Linked DNA regions of Macaca mulatta: all the other regions are linked to region 1. Evidence: chromatin contacts called from public Hi-C data. All regions are on one chromosome and are shown on one strand. The core of a region is the stretch at or near the end of the contact, and the rest is flanking DNA. Distances in the headings are between cores, read along the strand shown. Region 1 holds the start of VIPAS39 (VPS33B interacting protein, apical-basolateral polarity regulator, spe-39 homolog). Region 2 holds the start of GSTZ1 (glutathione S-transferase zeta 1). Region 3 holds the start of SLIRP (SRA stem-loop interacting RNA binding protein).

Region 1 (2,700 bases), core at 29-2,528:
CCAAAATTAACACTCAGTAGTAACTTTTATTATTAATACATCATCATAGTACCTTGGGAAAAGCTAAAAAAGAAAATATTTTTTAGCAATCCTAAAAATTAAAAAAAATACAAAAATTCTGAGTGGCCACAAATGCTGAAGATGTGCACAGAACATATAAATGTCTCTGGCACACATGTCAGTTCATAAATCTGTCATTCATTTGATCCTCAGAACAATCTTGTAAGGTAGGCCTGGGAAATTCCATTTCCATGTTACTCACGGGGAAAGGGAGGCACAAAAGAGTTCAGTATCAAAGCCACCTTGTTACGTGCTATTTCAAATTACAATCCAGGCTTTCTGGCTTCTAGACCATTTCTAGTGTCCTGCATGGTCCTTCTATCTATTTTTCACTCTCTGGAAAACTAGAGATCATTCCTTCACTATAGTAGTTATCTACAAATAGACATAGAATATGTCTAACAAACACAATAACCTGCCAGAGGATTTCTGGAAATCTTTTAAACCATGCAATGGCAGTAGACACCTGCCATCAATTTGTATTTATAACGCCAAATGAGAAGCTAGGTTTACTTGACAAGTATAGATAATGATCTAATAGCTCCAGAGTTATAAGTAATCAGGTACAATCTTAAGAGTGACAGGTGCTTCAACATGATTTAAAACACTTCAGAGGTTTATCTTTGTCGTCTCCTGTTTACTGACAGACCACAAGGCAGGGTGAGGGATCTCAGGGGAGAACAGGAACTTTACAAAAGAAAACAGAAGGATCAGCAAGAAAACCACAACATCCTCCCTGCCTCAGAAAACTCCAAAAACCAGCTTCTGAGAAAGTCAGACTTGGTTTCAATTATCTTCCGAGCCAGGAAGATACAGGTGAGGCTTGTGAACTGAGACCAGGGAACATGAGTTAAGCTAGGATGACTCTACGGGTGAACGTCCAGGAAGCCATGGATCTACCGCAGTCGTCAGAGCCCAGCGGATCCCTGGCAGAGTTAAATGCTCTTTCTGAACCAAATGTCCGCTTCCGAACCAATCGTTGGTGCTTACTCGCAGCCCCATTCCCAAGCGTACTCCAGCGCCCAAGGGTCGCCCTGACTGAAAGAAGAGAATCAGGCCTGTGGTCGTAGGATGTAGGGATGCCTCCTAGAAGAGGGGAAAAGATCAAGATGCGGAGAGGCTGGACTCAGCCAGATAAGCGACCCAAGGGGCTTGGGACACCCTCACCTCTTACGCACAGAGCCCTCCCTCTCAGGACTGCGTCAGCCTCCGCCGCCGCTGGAACAGCCTCTCTTTTCAGGCTGTGCAGCTTAGAGAAGGGGGCAGAAAGGAATAATCGCGGGGCGGGGAGAAAACGCGAATAAAGAGGCCGCAGGGCATGCTGGAAGTTGTAGTTTCTTCTGCCTCTGCTGTCAGGCGCCGTCCCGATGAACCACAAGGCTTCTTGACTACAGCCCCCAGAAACCCCACGAACTGTGCTAGGTCATTTCCTCTCCCTTCAGGGCGACCTTCCGCGGTTATGCAGCGGGTCACGTAAGAAGACTACAAGTCCCATGAGGCTCAGCAAGGCCGATTTAGGGTCCAGGGAAACAATGAGACGTGTTCTTTGTTTTCCTATGGGTGAGGAATGGTTGTATGAGCAGTTGGGTTTCGGGACCCTTTTTTGGGAGAACCTGAGGGAGTCCGAAGGAACACTAAATCAGATGGAACCCACGGTGCGGCGAGTTGGGACGGAAGTAGCCGGTGGAAGTGGGGAGGAGCCGGAAGTTAAGAAGGGGAGGGGGTGGAGGGAAAAGCAAGCCAGGAGGTGCTTGCGGCCGCTTCTAGTAGTTTCCAGGCGCTGCCGGGCGGCTGGCACTAAGCGGTCCTGAGGCTGTGGCTGCGGCAGCTCCGGAGCTGGTGGCGCCGCGATAGGAGAGCCGATGGCCAAGTGGGGTGAGGGAGACCCACGCTGGATCGTGGAGGAGCGGGCGGACGCCACCAACGTCAACAACTGGCACTGGTGAGGGCCAGCAAAGCAGGCCGGCCTTGGGAGACCTGCGGCCGGGCCAGGGTTCCAGGGTTCCTGGAACCTCGGACCGGACAGAGCTGGGGCTGAAGTAACCCTGTCCGGAGATGGGGGCGGGTCCTTCCTGTGGCAGGGGTCCGTAGCCCCAGGCCTCTCCACTCCCCGGCCACCTTCTCAGTGCTTGAGGGGAGGGAGATGGACGTGGAGGGCAGCGCCCCAGAGGAGGGTTGTCAGAGAGACTGGGAGATAACGCCCTGGCTGCTGCATCCAGCCCGAGCAGAGAGGTGCTTACTACACGTGGCCAGAGGAGTCACTGAGACTGGAACCTCTTTTGATTGTGTTGGGAGACAGCTGTGAAAGGCCTAAGGCCAGGGGTCTGTAATTCCTGTTTTGCGGCTTGCAGTAAAATTAAAAGTCATTCATAGGGGACCGCTGCAGCAGTCCCGCGGGAGATTGAGAACGTGTTGTGCAGGTGCTCAGAGCTCAGATAGCTGCGGCCTCTCACCCGGAACTGTCAGGTCAGGTGTGTTGGAACTCCAGGTTGCCGAGCAGCCGTGGTTTTATAACCTGTCCGTTCTTAAAATACTGCCCCGCTTCATGAAATCTTCCCAAAGTAATGTTTCCTTACTTTTGAATTCCACTGAATTCTGTTCATAATGTTTGTATTGTACCGTTACTTTGTTGCAGCTTTC
Region 2 (2,700 bases), core at 38-2,537, 150 kb before region 1:
CTGAGGCAGGAGAATGGCATGAACTCGGGAGGCAGAGCTTGCAGTGAGCCGAGATCGCGCCACTGTACTCCAGCCTGGCCGACAGAGCAAGACTCCGTCTCAAAAAAAAAAAAAAAGAAAAAGAAAAAAAGAGTTCCATTTCTGACACCCAGTATCTGGATAGTACAAGCTTAAACCTTTAAGAAAATAAATCTCTTCTCACAGGAAGAGTTCTGCCTCTTAAAATCCTTTTGTCACCATACCTGAACACCCAAACTGTCCTTGCCCTATAAGATAAAGGTACAGTTAGGTATTTTCCCCTCTGTTGATGCCTGAAAATCCTGCAGATATCGGAACTCAGGCCTTAGAAAATTCTGTACCCAAGAATTTGCAATTCTCTTTGGAAAGTTGAAAGCACCTTTAAAAGCCACAATTTGCAAGCCAGGTGATGCACTGTAACATAACGCGGAAGACATGAGGGCTGCTTCCTCAGATCCTAACAATCCCATTGCCCCACTACCAGAGCAAAACGATCCCCCTCCCAGAGAATGCACCTCGCCAGAGGCCAACCCACCCGGTACCTCAAGTTCCCCTCCACCACGGCCCCGCCCCTCCTCCTGTAGATCCCGCCTCCTCCGTACCCTCGGGCCAATCAGAGGGCGGCGTCCCCTCGCGGTTGCCATGGTGGCCACCGAGTCCCTCCCATCACTCACCAGATGTGCCGCGGCTCGGCCAGGCGGTGGAAACGGGTGGCGAAGGACAGCAGCGTCACCAAGGCCAGCAGGGCCCACCGGCCGGCCGCCTCGAAGCGCTGTGAGCCCCGGGCAGGCCGTTTGGGGCTTCGCGCCGCAGCCTCGGTGGCCACGTCCCGGCCTGCGGCCCTAGCAGCCTGGGGCCCACAGCGGCCCCTCCGGGGACGCAGTTCGGACTCCGCCAGGCCTCCGCCCGTGGCCGGCGGCATCTTCCCCCTCCTCCGGCTCGCCCACCGGCCCAGAGGCACACTCTGACCAGCCGCCCCGCCAGGGAGTCACAGGAGGGCAGCTCGGGGTACCCCGGGAAATGCAACTCCCTTCCACGGCAGCGGAGTGCGGGGCCCCGGGCTCGGGGCGGGGCGGGCAGCGTGGTGGCGGCCCGGGCCGCTAGGAGGCGGCAGGAGGCGCAGAGCATGTCGGGACCGGGAGGGCCGGCCGGCCCGAGGGGGGACTGTGCAGGAGGGGTCGGGCTCAGGGAACTGCAACTCCCAGCAGCCCCCGGGTACGGGGCGTGGCAGGAGGGCTGGGCGTGCCAGAGGCGACCGGAAGGATCATTGTAGTCCATCCAGACCCTCGCTTTACCCGGACGAAAGCTACGGGCCTGACTCGTCGAGTTTCACTGGCGAGTCCCAGGCGCGAAGTTTCTCGGCCTAGAGGAGGGGTCGCGCGAAGTGCCACATGCAGGCGGGGAAGGTCTGTGCCGCGCACCCGGGTGGAGGGAAACTGGTTAGACACTTGGAGACCCTGGGGGTCGGGGTCAGAGGTGAGCTGCTCCGCCCGCCCAGCAGACAAAGACTCCCGGCGTGCCGTGCGTTGCGCCGGGCACGCTCTGCGCCTGCGTGCTGCACGCTGCCCGCTGGGTCTCGAATTCCCCGGAGGGTTGGGCTGGGGGAGGAGGCGGTCCTGGTGGGGAGTTCGTAGCCAGGTGGAGTCGCTGTCCGGACGCGCTTCATTTCTGCCCCGCCCTCCCTGCTCCCCTTAACAGACCCCTCCACTAGGGCTTCCAAACGTCGCCCCAAGCTTCCCAGTTTCTCGCAGCCCTTCATGCTCCTCTCTTGGCCCTAGCAGGAGATGGCCTTCCAGTAATGTTTGTATTGTAAGAGTCCCTGGGCAGGGCGCGGTGGCTCACGCCTGTAATCCCAGCACTTTGGGAGGCCGAGGCGTGCGGATCACAAGGCCAGGAGATCGAGACCACCCTGGCTAACACGGTGAAACCCCCGTCTCTACTAAAAATACAAAAATTAGTCGGGCATGGTGGCGGGCGGCTGTAGTACCAGCTACTCGGGAGGCTGATGCAGGAGAATGGCGTGAACCCGGGAGGCGGAGCTTACAATGAGCCAAGATCGGCCAGTGCACTCCAGCCTGGGCAACAGAGCGAGACTCCGTCTCAAAAAAAAAAAAAAAGTCCCCGAGCGAGGAGAGGCAGTCATGACAATCACCTGGGGAGCTTCACGGCTTTCACATGTTCTTCCCCGGGGGCCGCTCCAAAGCCACTCTTCATCTCTGGTGGAACGGGCCCAAGAATCTGCATGTTTTTGTAAGCGGTCCTGATGGGTCTTAACGCGCCGTAAAGTTTGAGAACCACTTTTATGGCACTAAGGAAGGTGGCACGTTAGATGGGACTTTGTGTCACGTTAATAAGGTATAGTCCTCCCTCTTCCAAATGGGATTTTAGGAGTCTTTTTCTCAAATCATGTGTAAGACATGGTTTAAAAATAAAATCTGCTAAAGTAATCAGAATGCATATTTGAATTGGAAACAGAAGTCTTCCAGGAGTGCTGATGAGATGGATACTTGGGCTTAAAATTTAGTTCTACAAGTGCAGAAAGGAACGGGGGATGGTTTGCATAGGTATCACTGGTAAGAGAAAGCAGAAAATGCTTAAGAGATTTCAGGTTTCCTGCTTGTGGGTCGTGATGGAGGGGAGCAGCGTTTACCATGCTTTTGGTCATTCGTAGTACAGATCCAA
Region 3 (2,700 bases), core at 150-2,649, 250 kb after region 1:
GGGTAAAAGGAGCTGAATGAGAGTCTGAAGGGCTCTGGAAAGAAAAAGTATATTATTCTTGGGGTGTGGACTTTCTGTATTTTGACAACTCTAAGACCATTGTTTTCCTAACAAATGAAGGTGCTGAAAAGCTGAGCTCAAGTATGCAATCATTAATACTTAATACTGTAGCATCCCAATTTTATCAGAGCTGTTAGGAAGCTTGGAAAGGATGCCTCATCTAGACATCTGTGGACAACACCAAGAGCAAATTAAGGGGCTGCATATCCTCAACGTTAAAGTGGATTGTAAAGAAAGAAAATGTATACTGAACTACAGTTTTGGTTCCCAGTTTTCCCTCTTGTCCATTATGTTCCCTTAAAAAATTTTTTTTAAAAAAATCTATTTACTTGAGACCAGGTTAGGAGACTGCCTAATTTTTTGTATTTTTGGTGGAGCCGGGGTTTTGCCATGCCCAGGCTGGTCTCGAACCCCTGGGTTCAAGCGATCCACCCGCCATAGCCTCCAAAGTGCTGGGATTACAGGCATGAGACACCGCTCCCGGCCTGTGTTCCCTTTCTTAATCTCCATGGGGGAAAAGTAGAGAGAAATAACGATGCCTGTATTCCATATATACTTGTTTGCCATTTATTTTCAACACGGAGGGATTATCAGAATCCTTCAATGACCTCCTTCTAAAAGGCTCAGAGAAGAAGAGAGGGACTAGTTTTACCCACAGCGGCTTAACAAACAGCGCCGCATCTGTCAGTTCTGGGATTCCTCGGGAGTCATTTTTTCAAGCTGCAGAACGCTACCCTACCGTCTACGAAGACTTTCTATGGGGTTTTACAAAAACCCAAACAGAAATGTGAGGAGACAGTTACAGTGAGAAATAAACACGGATTACCAGGCTCTTCTGACCGAGTCCCCCCTGCCAGGAATGCCCGCCTAAAGAAACGAGCATCTCAACGCGTTATTGCTAGTGTGACAGTGGGGAGTTCGACTCTGCTGCCAAAGGAGGACAGGAATCGTTCAACAACAACCGGTCTGGAGGTGAAAAGAAGCGAGGAAGACACGGAAGTCCCTCCAAGAAGCGGCGCAAAGCGATGGAGAGACGCGTGCCGCTCCTCTCTCTCTACCTTTTGGGCACCAGGACCCGTGCCACGGGCTTCATGGGCCGCCGAGAAGTCGATGACCCCTTCCAGGTCTGCGGTCCCGGGCCGGCTCTGACGGTAGAAGCGGAAAAGTTTCCGAAAGGCATCCTCCCCGGGCTCAGTCGCCAGAGTCGCTACAGAGCCCACGGCCGCTGCCATCTTCCCCATCTCGCGGCCTGTACTCTCTGATCCGGAAGCAGATTTTCTCGTGTTCCGGATCCGGAAATTTTTTCCCGGGCCGCGGCCTCGCTTCAAGGAGGTCCTTTAGTCTAAAGATGGCGGCCTCAGCAGCGAGAGGTGCTGTGGCGCTGCGTAGAAATATCGATCGGCCGGTTGCTTTTGTGAGAAAAATTCCTTGGACTGCGGCGTCGAGTGAGTGATGGAGATGTGGGAGTAGCGGAATTTTTAGGTCCAAGCGATCCTCAAAGCTTCTGCTTTTTGCAGGGTACTTAAGTCAGCGTGGTGACTGAATTAGGAGACTGCTCCTGAGCATGCAAGTGAGCAGAAAGAAATTTTGTTTGCAGTTAACCGTTTAGGGATGGCCTTTGAGCTTTTGGGGTCACGAATGCACCAGCTCTTGCCTTTAGGAGTGATTTGGTGTAAAGATTTATTACTTGGTAACCAAGATTTACAATTTAGAAGGGATAATTTTGACTGTAGTGTGGAGGATGGATTCAAGGTGGCAAGATTGTAGGCTTGGAGAGGAGCTAAAAAGCAGTATCATTAATTTACTTAAAAGGTGAGGACCTGAATTAGGGCGATGGTAGAAGGATGGTGGTCAGATCCAGTCACGTTTTAAAAGCAAATTAGATGCCGTTTCGTGATGGCTTAAATGGGAAAGTGTACGGAATAAAGGAAAGGGAGGAATGATTTCTGGGTTTTTAGCATTGGTGAATTGCTCGTTTAGAAGCTAGGAGCAGGCCAAGAGAAGGTGAGTAAAGTTTGAATGTGTTGAGTTTGAGAAACTTGTGAAGTTTCTGTCAGGCAATTGAACAGAAGTTGTATATCATTGTGGCTGAGAAGTGGACTCCGAAACTAGACCGTTGAGGTTAGAATTCCAGCTTGGCCATTTAATCGTTGTATCACCTGAATAACTGAAGTTAGTATGGGAAAATGACTCACAACTGGGCCTCAGTTTACTCATTGATAAAATGTAGTCAATAATACCCAGCTCATAGGATTGTTGAGAGGATTGAGTTTATATGCAAACTTCTTAGACATGCGTTAGATACAGTGTAAGTACTCAGCAAATGATAGTTATTTTCACGATAACTAAAATTGAAACTTACAGGAGAGGCCTAGTCTTGAGATAAAGGTTGGAATAATTAGTTCTGAAATCTTTCACCACCTTCAATTTTTGTCAGTTGCAGTTTTGAGATGAGGTTTTTATATTTGCTTACCAACATATAAACATTCGTGGTCACTTTTTTTGTATTCATGTTTCAGGTCAGCCCCTTTAAACAAAATGGAGCAAGATTTAGTTTCTTTTTAGTTTTTGTGGCTCAGACGTGAGTAGTAGAATGGGAAATAGGTTGGTTTGTGCCCCATCTTTTAAACATGTGCTTGG

What was found. A called contact is a pair of places that touch in the nucleus more often than the background predicts.
Region 2: a Hi-C map of blood shows a contact between it and region 1, with 8 times the contacts expected there. The contact joins the promoter of GSTZ1 here to the promoter of VIPAS39 in region 1. A contact is called at or near these places in 4 of 14 Hi-C or Micro-C datasets (blood, cortical neurons, fetal cortical plate and 1 more).
Region 3: a Hi-C map of fetal cortical plate shows a contact between it and region 1, with 2.1 times the contacts expected there. The contact joins the promoter of SLIRP here to the promoter of VIPAS39 in region 1. A contact is called at or near these places in 2 of 14 Hi-C or Micro-C datasets (fetal cortex germinal zone and fetal cortical plate).

Annotation. Positions count from the first base shown.
Region 1 is chr7:150,676,346-150,679,045 of T2T-MMU8v2.0, forward strand. It overlaps VIPAS39 (VPS33B interacting protein, apical-basolateral polarity regulator, spe-39 homolog), which reads right to left and starts at 1,279. Exons shown (of 20, transcript NM_001260519.2): 1 at 1,228-1,279. AHSA1 (activator of HSP90 ATPase activity 1) reads left to right here and starts at 1,780. Exons shown (of 9, transcript NM_001266884.1): 1 at 1,780-2,002. The coding sequence starts at 1,923.
Region 2 is chr7:150,531,188-150,533,887 of T2T-MMU8v2.0, forward strand. GSTZ1 (glutathione S-transferase zeta 1) reads left to right here and starts at 1,288. Exons shown (of 10, transcript XM_077941563.1): 1 at 1,288-1,424. It overlaps POMT2 (protein O-mannosyltransferase 2), which reads right to left and starts at 1,035. Exons shown (of 21, transcript NM_001260626.1): 1 at 693-1,035. The coding sequence starts at 940.
Region 3 is chr7:150,928,296-150,930,995 of T2T-MMU8v2.0, forward strand. It overlaps SLIRP (SRA stem-loop interacting RNA binding protein), which reads left to right and starts at 1,400. Exons shown (of 4, transcript XM_015144260.3): 1 at 1,400-1,505. The coding sequence starts at 1,409. It overlaps ALKBH1 (alkB homolog 1, histone H2A dioxygenase), which reads right to left. Exons shown (of 7, transcript XM_077941561.1): 2 at 1,119-1,311. The coding sequence starts at 1,301.